Linked DNA regions of Drosophila melanogaster: all the other regions are linked to region 2. Evidence: chromatin contacts called from public Hi-C data. All regions are on one chromosome and are shown on one strand. The core of a region is the stretch at or near the end of the contact, and the rest is flanking DNA. Distances in the headings are between cores, read along the strand shown. Region 1 holds the start of CG4213. Region 2 holds the start of Ent1 (Equilibrative nucleoside transporter 1). Region 3 holds the start of Plc21C (Phospholipase C at 21C).

Region 1 (2,700 bases), core at 8-2,507, 44 kb after region 2:
AGCTAGTAGTAAACCATTTATTTAATATGGATCTTGATTTCTATACGACCTGCATTACTAGCTCACCTGAGCACACTGTTCCTCCTTCACGCTCAGCATCTGCTTGCAGCAGGAGATGACCTCCTTCAGGGTTCCTACCTGGCGTTGAACCACTTCCACTTCTCCACGCAATGACAAATTCTCGGCCTGTGCCTGCTGCAAAGCCAACTGAGCATTGGCCAGTTCGATATTGGCATGGCGGCTCCTGGAACTGGGATTCTCATCATCTGGATCTGCATCAGGCTTACTGGGACTATTCGAATGGTCGTGCTGATTATCGGCTTGACCGTCTGTAGCCGTAACTTTTCTAAGACGTTGATTCTCAGATTTTTCTATGGCCAATTGTTCTTTAAGACTAGCAATTTCATCCCTCAGGCCCTGCACAGCATTTTGGCGAACCTCTTTTTTCTGACGAAGCTCTTCTCTGAACTCTTCGAGGGTCTGTTCTCGTTGATGGGTCTCATTTCCTTTGTCCTCCATTTCAATTGCAACTTTATTCTCACGATATTTCACTCTATTTTCGGGAAGTACCTCCTCAGCTTCTTTTTGGGTTGTGGCTCGGGGGGCCTGTTCCAGAATGAGATCCTCGTGCTCGATGTTGTTCCACCAGGGCTCGTCATCAGTGGACTGCTGCATCTGCATTTGCGTATCATCCGCAGACTGTGTGGACTCGGCATTTCCCATCTTTACCAACAGAACAAAGACGAACGAGCTGTGGTATGCGGTTGTGATGATCTGTTTACCAATGCAGATTCGCCTGGCGAGCGTTAAATTTACGATTCGCTTTAATGCGACTTTTCTTCTAGAGAAGAACTCTTTGTCGGCACAAAGAAAGCCCAAGATCCACCGATCTACAGATCGCCACCAATTGATATGGCACCAATACCAGCAGGGGAAAATACCAACAAAAATCGGTGTCTATATTTGTGTGCGACGATCACACACGAGTTTGCAGATTTCGCAATTATCTATTGACTTTCACTTTTCAACCAAGGATGTTCGAGAAAAAATAATGTCCCGATTTCCATTAAATATTCTTCACTTGCACATTGAACTTCGAAAGATACGGAAAAGGAGAAACGTAACTAAACTAAATATCTAGTATACATATGATAAACTTCTATATGTATACGTGACGTTGGAAAATTTTCGGGTTCTAATTTCTATCCGTTCGACGGTCGAACGCAACTTTTCGGTTAGCCAGCTCGGGAAAAACTGAGAAAACATTGAATAGATTCTGCTATTTTTAACCCACTACGATCTCTCCTGCTTTCAAACGAATTTGGCTTCTCTCGGCGGCACTCCCAACATAAAATGCTTTGTTTTCGAGCATTAGAGATTCTTGTTATGTTGAGGGTTTGGCAAGATGTCTGAGAGTCTTCTTAGGACTCTTCCCTTCACATTCTTAATTGTTCTTTTTAGTTTTATGCACATTTTAATTAGAAGAACGTGTCAGATGAATCCGTCTAAAATTATACACAAGCGTCATTTTAATTATGAGTAAGGGGTAAAACAAAACAAAACTCTTGCCACATCGCCTGTCAAGAAATGAAGATCAAGACCAGTTGTCAAGAGCTGAAAGAGAAAGATCCGCAACACTTACTAGGTGAATGATCTGCACTGTTTTGAAGACGATGTTTCCTAACATCAGGAACTTTAATTACATATAAAAAGCATACAAAAGAATTAGCATTACTCTCAGTTTTGGTATTAGGTAAAAACTCTGGGTGAGTATGAACACATGTTCAAGGTTAAATACAGCACAATCCTATTCATTTTTCAATTCATACACGATCACAAACTTTTCTTAGCGCACCCCTGTCTGACCCACATTCGTTGACCATTATCACTTCGTTAAAGAGAATAAATCTCTGGACCTTTATTAACCAATTTGTGATAGTGGCATAGGGTATCCCGCGCACCCCCGAACTCAATGAAAATCTTTCGCGCGAAAGTTTCAAATGAAAATCCATTTGCTAGCTGATTTTTGCACTGGCCACGCCAACTTCCTGTTTTTTTCCCCCAGTGCGCGCATTTGAAAAGTGGGAAACACGCAGCAACGATTCCAAACCAAGGACGGTGAAGGGTTTTCCGGGGTAGGAAGGAAGGATGGCGCACACATTTGGCAAAGTGTCGCCAGGCTTGAAAATGAAAATCAACAATGCAATTTGCCATGGCGCCTCGCTCTGCCCCTTAGTTCTAGGTTTCTCTGTTGTTTGTAGCGACTCAAAAGGGAAAAAATTCTGCTAAAAACTTGAAGCGCCAGGCAAAAGTTGGGCCCCAGGAACGCCCTCAGCTTTTGCAGAGATTGCACACAGGCAAATGTGCAGCGAAAGTTGAAAGTAGCAAGGATACAAGAACCAGGCATCAAGGACGCTCTGCCCAAAATAAGTTGCAAGAAATCCATTGTGTTCATTATAATGGAATAATAAACCGGAGTGACTGCGTTCAGATTGGGGTTCTTTCCTTTTCCATTAGCCCCTGAACCATCTCAAATTGATGATATTTTCTTGATGTTCCCACAACCACTTCATGTTTTCACGTTAAAACCCAACAAAGTAATTTGGCAATTCCAATACAAGAAAAATTAAGAAATCTGGCATCAGCCTTGATTAACACCTATCTTAAGACGAAATATAATGTTAGTAAAATTTTCATATT
Region 2 (2,700 bases), core at 129-2,628:
AAATAGGCTCAAGCGGCAAGCCCTCAGCGCTTCCATTCCGGTTGTGCGAGGGCACTGCCCGGATGACCTTGTACTTGTCGCCACCTTCGAGATAATACCTAAAGAAAGGCTTTCGAGCCAGGATTACGTAGCACACAATGCAAAGCAGGATGAGCACTCCTCCCACAATGAAGAAGATGAATGCAGTGGTATTGGGACCCGTGTCGAATGCAAGCACAAGAATGAAGGCCAGGGCTGTGAGGATACCACCAAGAGCCTGTCCGCTAACCACAGCGGTGATAAACTCGGAGGGAAATAGACCAGCGACTCCGTAGAGGGCTCCCGACATTGTAGCCGCAGATACTATATATAATAAATATTAAGTAAACACTCAAGGAGTACTTCATGGTACCCACTATTTAGCAGCACTACAATGATGAGAGTGATTAGGAAAAACTGTTCCTGCCACGTGTCTGTGTTGATCTCCACGAAGCCAGTTGTAACCCCGAAAAGGATGAGGATCATCCACAGCGTTCCTAACATCTTGGTGCGCAGGGACACATGGTGTCCGAAAATGGCGTTTAGCAGCAGAAATGTAGTCCCAGAAATAGTGGCCGTGAGAGCCAAGTCGCAGGTAAAACTCTTCTGCAACGGGGTGAGCTCTTCCTCCAGGTCTGTGTTATTAATCGATGCATTCCGGAACTTGTACTTCCAGTACTGAAAGAGAAGCGAACAGGGTTAAAGCGTAAGTCAGCGGAAAACAAAGAAAATCAAAAAAGAGAGTTTTCGTCTGGGTGTGGGTCGTAAAGAAACGACGACAAAGCTGATAAGCACCGCGCCTTAGAATTGCGCTTGGCCCAGTTGTTCAGCTGTTTGGAATTGATATGTCCGAAGTTCAGTTAAATTGACTAGGATGCGGGTGCGGAAATTTCCACTCGTTAAACTTACATCTTCCGCAGTCACAAAGAAATTCCACGGGGTCATGGTACCAATGCCCAACAGGTAGAACACGAGGTAGGTGAAGAGTCGTCCACTCTCGGGTTCGTTGGACACCAAAACTACCTCGTCCTGCTGGCGTTCCATGAGACATTGCTCATCCGCATGGTGGTCCTGCGGACGAAAAGCGGGAACGAAGCTGCCCTCCGTGCCCAGAATCTCGTCATCCTCGTCCAGGGCGTCCACCAGTCGTCGTGTGTCACTGGTGCCTGGCATTGCCACTGAATTGCACTACTGTTTTGTACGCAGCCCTTGGTATTCATAAATTTACAACACCTCTGGCGGATTATTCACATCTGTAATTGTGGAGAAGTATTCGATGTAACTTAATCTGATGCAATTTACTTTCATGTGTATCATTTAGCACGGACGAACTGCGTAACATAAAAACGAATTTGTAAACAACAAAGCAAGACATTATACAAAAAATATCGATGGCTTATCGAGAGGAATCGATTAAATGAAAATATCTAAGATATCGCACTAACACCACAAAACCGTTCACCCAGGTTGGCAGCCCTTGGCGCGAAATGTGATGGGATTCAAACTGCATCTTAGTTTTGCATCTTAGTCCTATATTTTAGAGGACTGTGAAATTGGATTTTATTTGCAAAACGAGCGTAGCATCCACCTCAAATCGTAATTTAATTGCCAGCCAGAGCAGCAACAATAAAAACACCAATATCAAGCAGACCCTAGAGCTGATGATGAATGAACGCAATTTGTATTTAATCAATAAGCACGCCCCGCAGTGTTTTAAATCAGCGCACAGCTTCGTTTTACGGCTTAGCGCCATTCGCAGGATGCGATCCGCCCTCCACCCCTCGCCCATTGATCGCTTGCGAAATTTTAATTGGATTTGCATTCGCGTTCGTCCCGAAACCGGTTAACACACGCTCCTTCCCTCTGGACATGCGTTTCCTGACCCCCTCACTGGTCGGGACATAAATTTATTTTTAATTTACTTATGCGCGAATTTCCGATCTCTGCCCTGCGGTTGTTTGATTTGCGAATTAAACTGGAGGGGGCCTTCGAGGAGAAGCGTCCTCGTTAGCGCTGTTGCCCAGGTGGGCAAGGATCGAGGGGACTTCTCTTCCGTCTTCGATTGTCATCGCGGGCTTGCAAATTAGATTAGTTCATAATGATCACGAGGGGGTTTCGCATCCCAGCGAGAGGCGTGTCATCTCATTAATTCCGTAAAAACGCTGCCCCCACTCCCATGAGCCCAATCAATCTCCCGATGAGATTCTGATTCCCCTGCGCAGGCCACACACTCTGCCTCGGTCTGGCAATTTAAAAATCACATTAAATTAGTCAGCAAGAAATCACCACAACGAAACCATCAACAAATCATCTCAAATTAAATTCATTCAGAGAGTGGAAGTGGATGGGGATGTTGATGTGGATGGGCTGATGGTCTGATGAGTAGCCAGTCGGCTTAAGCAACTCATCTCCCATTCATGCCAACGGGTAGCACTACGAGATCGAGACTGGGCTCACTAGCAGACTTGGCAATTAATAAAAATGTAAATTCAATTAAATTTATATGACAGCTGGCTGTCAGAAGAGCTCAAATTAAAAATTACTAACAAGACCTGTTCCGCCGAGATCGCCGTACTTCCCGTGTCCCGAAGAGCTACTCGACGAAAAGCCTCGGGTGCAGGCCACGCTTAATTAAAAATCCAACAACTTCAACTCGCAGACGAAGATGATGAAGATTGGGCT
Region 3 (2,733 bases), core at 3-2,502, 52 kb before region 2:
AAACAAAAAAGTAGCAGTGGAAGATTGAATGTATTTCAAATATGATTGATTGATGTCAATAATGTTTGCTAACTGATAGATGATGACTTTTTGCCATACCTAAATGTTAAATGGAAATATTTGTGAATTTTTCTATCTTTGCTCCTCGTCTGCATTTTTGGCGCAGGCCGGAACAAGAAGAATTAAAAACGATAACAATGAACGGCGACGAAACTGAATGTAAAACGAATTGCAAATTTGTTGTATTTTTTTATATGAACATATATATATATATACATATATATATATAGATATTTAACCATACATACCTATAAAGTATGTATGCTCTAGAATGCTATATGTTGTAGATCGTAAGCTATATGTTGTAGATTCTTAAGCGCTAACAGCAACCACAACGGAAACAACAACAACAACCATTTTTTGTAGTAGTTTTTTAAAGAGACGAGAAGCGGAGATAACATTATATATATTTGTGTCTAAAAAGAATGTTCGTAAATAACACAATCAAGAAAAAACAAAATAAACCGAAATAAAACCAAATCTTCCAGAAGTTCACATATCCCAGCTCCCAGAATATTGACCGATTCTTAAGTCGCAGTGGAACTTTACCTCAGGTTTCCTGATTATTTCGCTTTGGGTTTCTGCTTTCAATGAACTCTCATCGACTTAAATCCGCTGAGCTGGGCGAAAAGCTATCGCAGAAAAAACAGATATCACGAGTCCGCCAAATTTGCGGTAGGAGACATGCACTTCATAAGTGACCGGTTTTCAATTCTGGAGGAATCGCTGTGGAGTGACCTAGATGAGGGTTTGTATCTAGCGTCTATGCTACAAATGCATTTTATTCTGCTTTAATTTAGTCGGTGTCAGTGTTTTGCTAACAATAATGAATAACAGTAACCCCTATCGTAGAAAGTTCGATAAATGTTGTTTATGTAAGTTTCATGGTTAATTTGATGTGCAGTGAATAAAAATTCATTTGAAAAGCGCGCTCAAATGTTAACTGTAGCTGGCAGCTTTTGAACAGTGCTAAACAGTGCTGCCAACTCTTGCTTCGAAATAGTAATGCGATGGTAACTATCAAAGTATTAATCATTAAATAAATCATAAAAAGCGTAGATAGCCATAATTCGAATGCATCTGCAAATATCCCTTTATATATTACTTACAAAATAGCATAGCTGACCGGGCAGAACAGCTGAAGTCACAGGCCCATTTGGTATTTTCGTCGTTGCAGTCTACGACCACGCTAATCAACAGATTTTCGGGCAGCGCTGCGGCAGTGGCAGCATTTTTTACTCGTCGTCGCGTTTTTTGGGCTTTCGGGTGTATTTTTTTGTTTTGAATTGTTGACACATCTCCGGGACGTTTCATCGTTTTGGATTGTAATTAGGCGTGCAAGTGGAAAAGATAATAAATCAAAGCCAATGTGCAGCGTGAGAGTAACGAAAAAAAAAACAAAACAATCGCAGCGTGAGACTTTGCTTTTTGTTGTCTTTGCTAAGTGATGCTGCAGCAACAATAGTAACCAAAGCATCAAGAACATCAATAAGAGCTCCCGCAAAAATTCGCCGAACCTAAACTTATTGCAAAACAACAAGAATTGTCGTAATACGGTTGTTTTTTCTGCATTATTACTTCATAACAGAGTGTCGCTCTCTCGCTCGCTCCGGAAAAGCTCCGCTTTTGGGGTTCTCTCTCGCTCAGGTAATCAAATGTGTTTAATTCTATTAACCTTTCAAATAAGGAACAAGAAAAGTTGCGTGAGTGTGCGTGCGCATCAAAAGCTAAGAACGCAAACAAATTATTGAATAACAACGCACTAAAAACGATGGCAGGTGCCCGCGCTCTTTCTCTCTCTTCGAATGAACGGATCGTCTCCAAGCTTTGAGATGCCGTAATCTCAGCTATTGACTCCCAGGGGGGTGGCGGGGTCAGCTCTGGGTGGCCGGCAGTGGGAGGAGGGCGGAGTGGTCCTAATCGATCGGGGGGAGTGATCTCATTGCATTGCCTCTGTGCTGAGCTAATCAGTGCATCTTATCAGTAGCTCGGGGGTTAGGCGGGGTTAGGAGAGACGCAGGTGCCTTGAGCGCAGGAGGGGCGGGTCAAAAGATCAAGAGATAAGCCCGGGAGCAGAGTTTGAAACTCTTTCGTTCTCTGCGGAGAATCGGCATAAATACTTGTTTAGAGTATAAAGGCACTTGCTTAACTATCGCATATTAAACTACATTTTATTTATTTATTTATTGTTGAATCACGTACTATGCATCCAATTGTCTCATGAATAACATTGTTGATTTACTACCATCCATGGCTTCAAACTGCATACGCAGTTGTATGGAATAATTTGACTCTGTTTCCTACCACAATACTTTCCCGGCTTGCCATATGCTCCATAATGTCGTTCTACCATAATGCTCTCATTATCTTGCCGTATATTTGCTGCCTCTTCCACTTCAATTGGCCCACTCCCCAAACTCCTCCCCGTCCGCCACTCACCCTCCAAGAATAACAACAACCAAAACAGAACAAGCAAAACATGTTGTAAATTATTTTTGTGTGCCGCACCCAGGCGCCATTAAAAAGCCGAAAGGAAATTTGGGAACTTGTGCTTGATGGGGAGGGTGGTAGGAGGGGTAGGGAGTGTGCGGTGAATACAAGTGTATAAAAGTGGCAGCACATATCGCACATAACTTTAATTACAATAACCACGCGTCATTGTGATGAGGGAGA

Evidence for each region. A called contact is a pair of places that touch in the nucleus more often than the background predicts.
Region 1: a contact with region 2 is called in a Hi-C map of the Kc167 cell line, with 2.5 times the contacts expected there. A contact is called at or near these places in 45 of 107 Hi-C or Micro-C datasets (the D17-c3 cell line, the Kc167 cell line, the ML-DmBG3-c2 cell line and 21 more) and 2 of 7 datasets of targeted methods (both in the Kc167 cell line).
Region 3: a contact with region 2 is called in a Hi-C map of the Kc167 cell line, with 3 times the contacts expected there. A contact is called at or near these places in 39 of 107 Hi-C or Micro-C datasets (the Kc167 cell line, the S2 cell line, the Sg4 cell line and 13 more) and 1 of 7 datasets of targeted methods (the Kc167 cell line).

What each region holds. Positions count from the first base shown.
Region 1 is chr2L:400,941-403,640 of dm6, forward strand. It overlaps CG4213, which reads right to left and starts at 1,258. Exons shown (of 5, transcript NM_134676.2): 1 at 67-1,258; 2 at 1-2. The coding sequence starts at 723.
Region 2 is chr2L:356,496-359,195 of dm6, forward strand. It overlaps Ent1 (Equilibrative nucleoside transporter 1), which reads right to left and starts at 1,379. Exons shown (of 4, transcript NM_164381.2): 1 at 928-1,379; 2 at 396-696; 3 at 1-342. The coding sequence starts at 1,191. It also overlaps asRNA:CR45367 and asRNA:CR45366.
Region 3 is chr2L:304,683-307,415 of dm6, forward strand. Plc21C (Phospholipase C at 21C) reads left to right here and starts at 1,253. Exons shown (of 18, transcript NM_205884.3): 1 at 1,253-1,707. Pi3K21B (Pi3K21B,) reads left to right here. Exons shown (of 3, transcript NM_001272888.1): 3 at 1-551.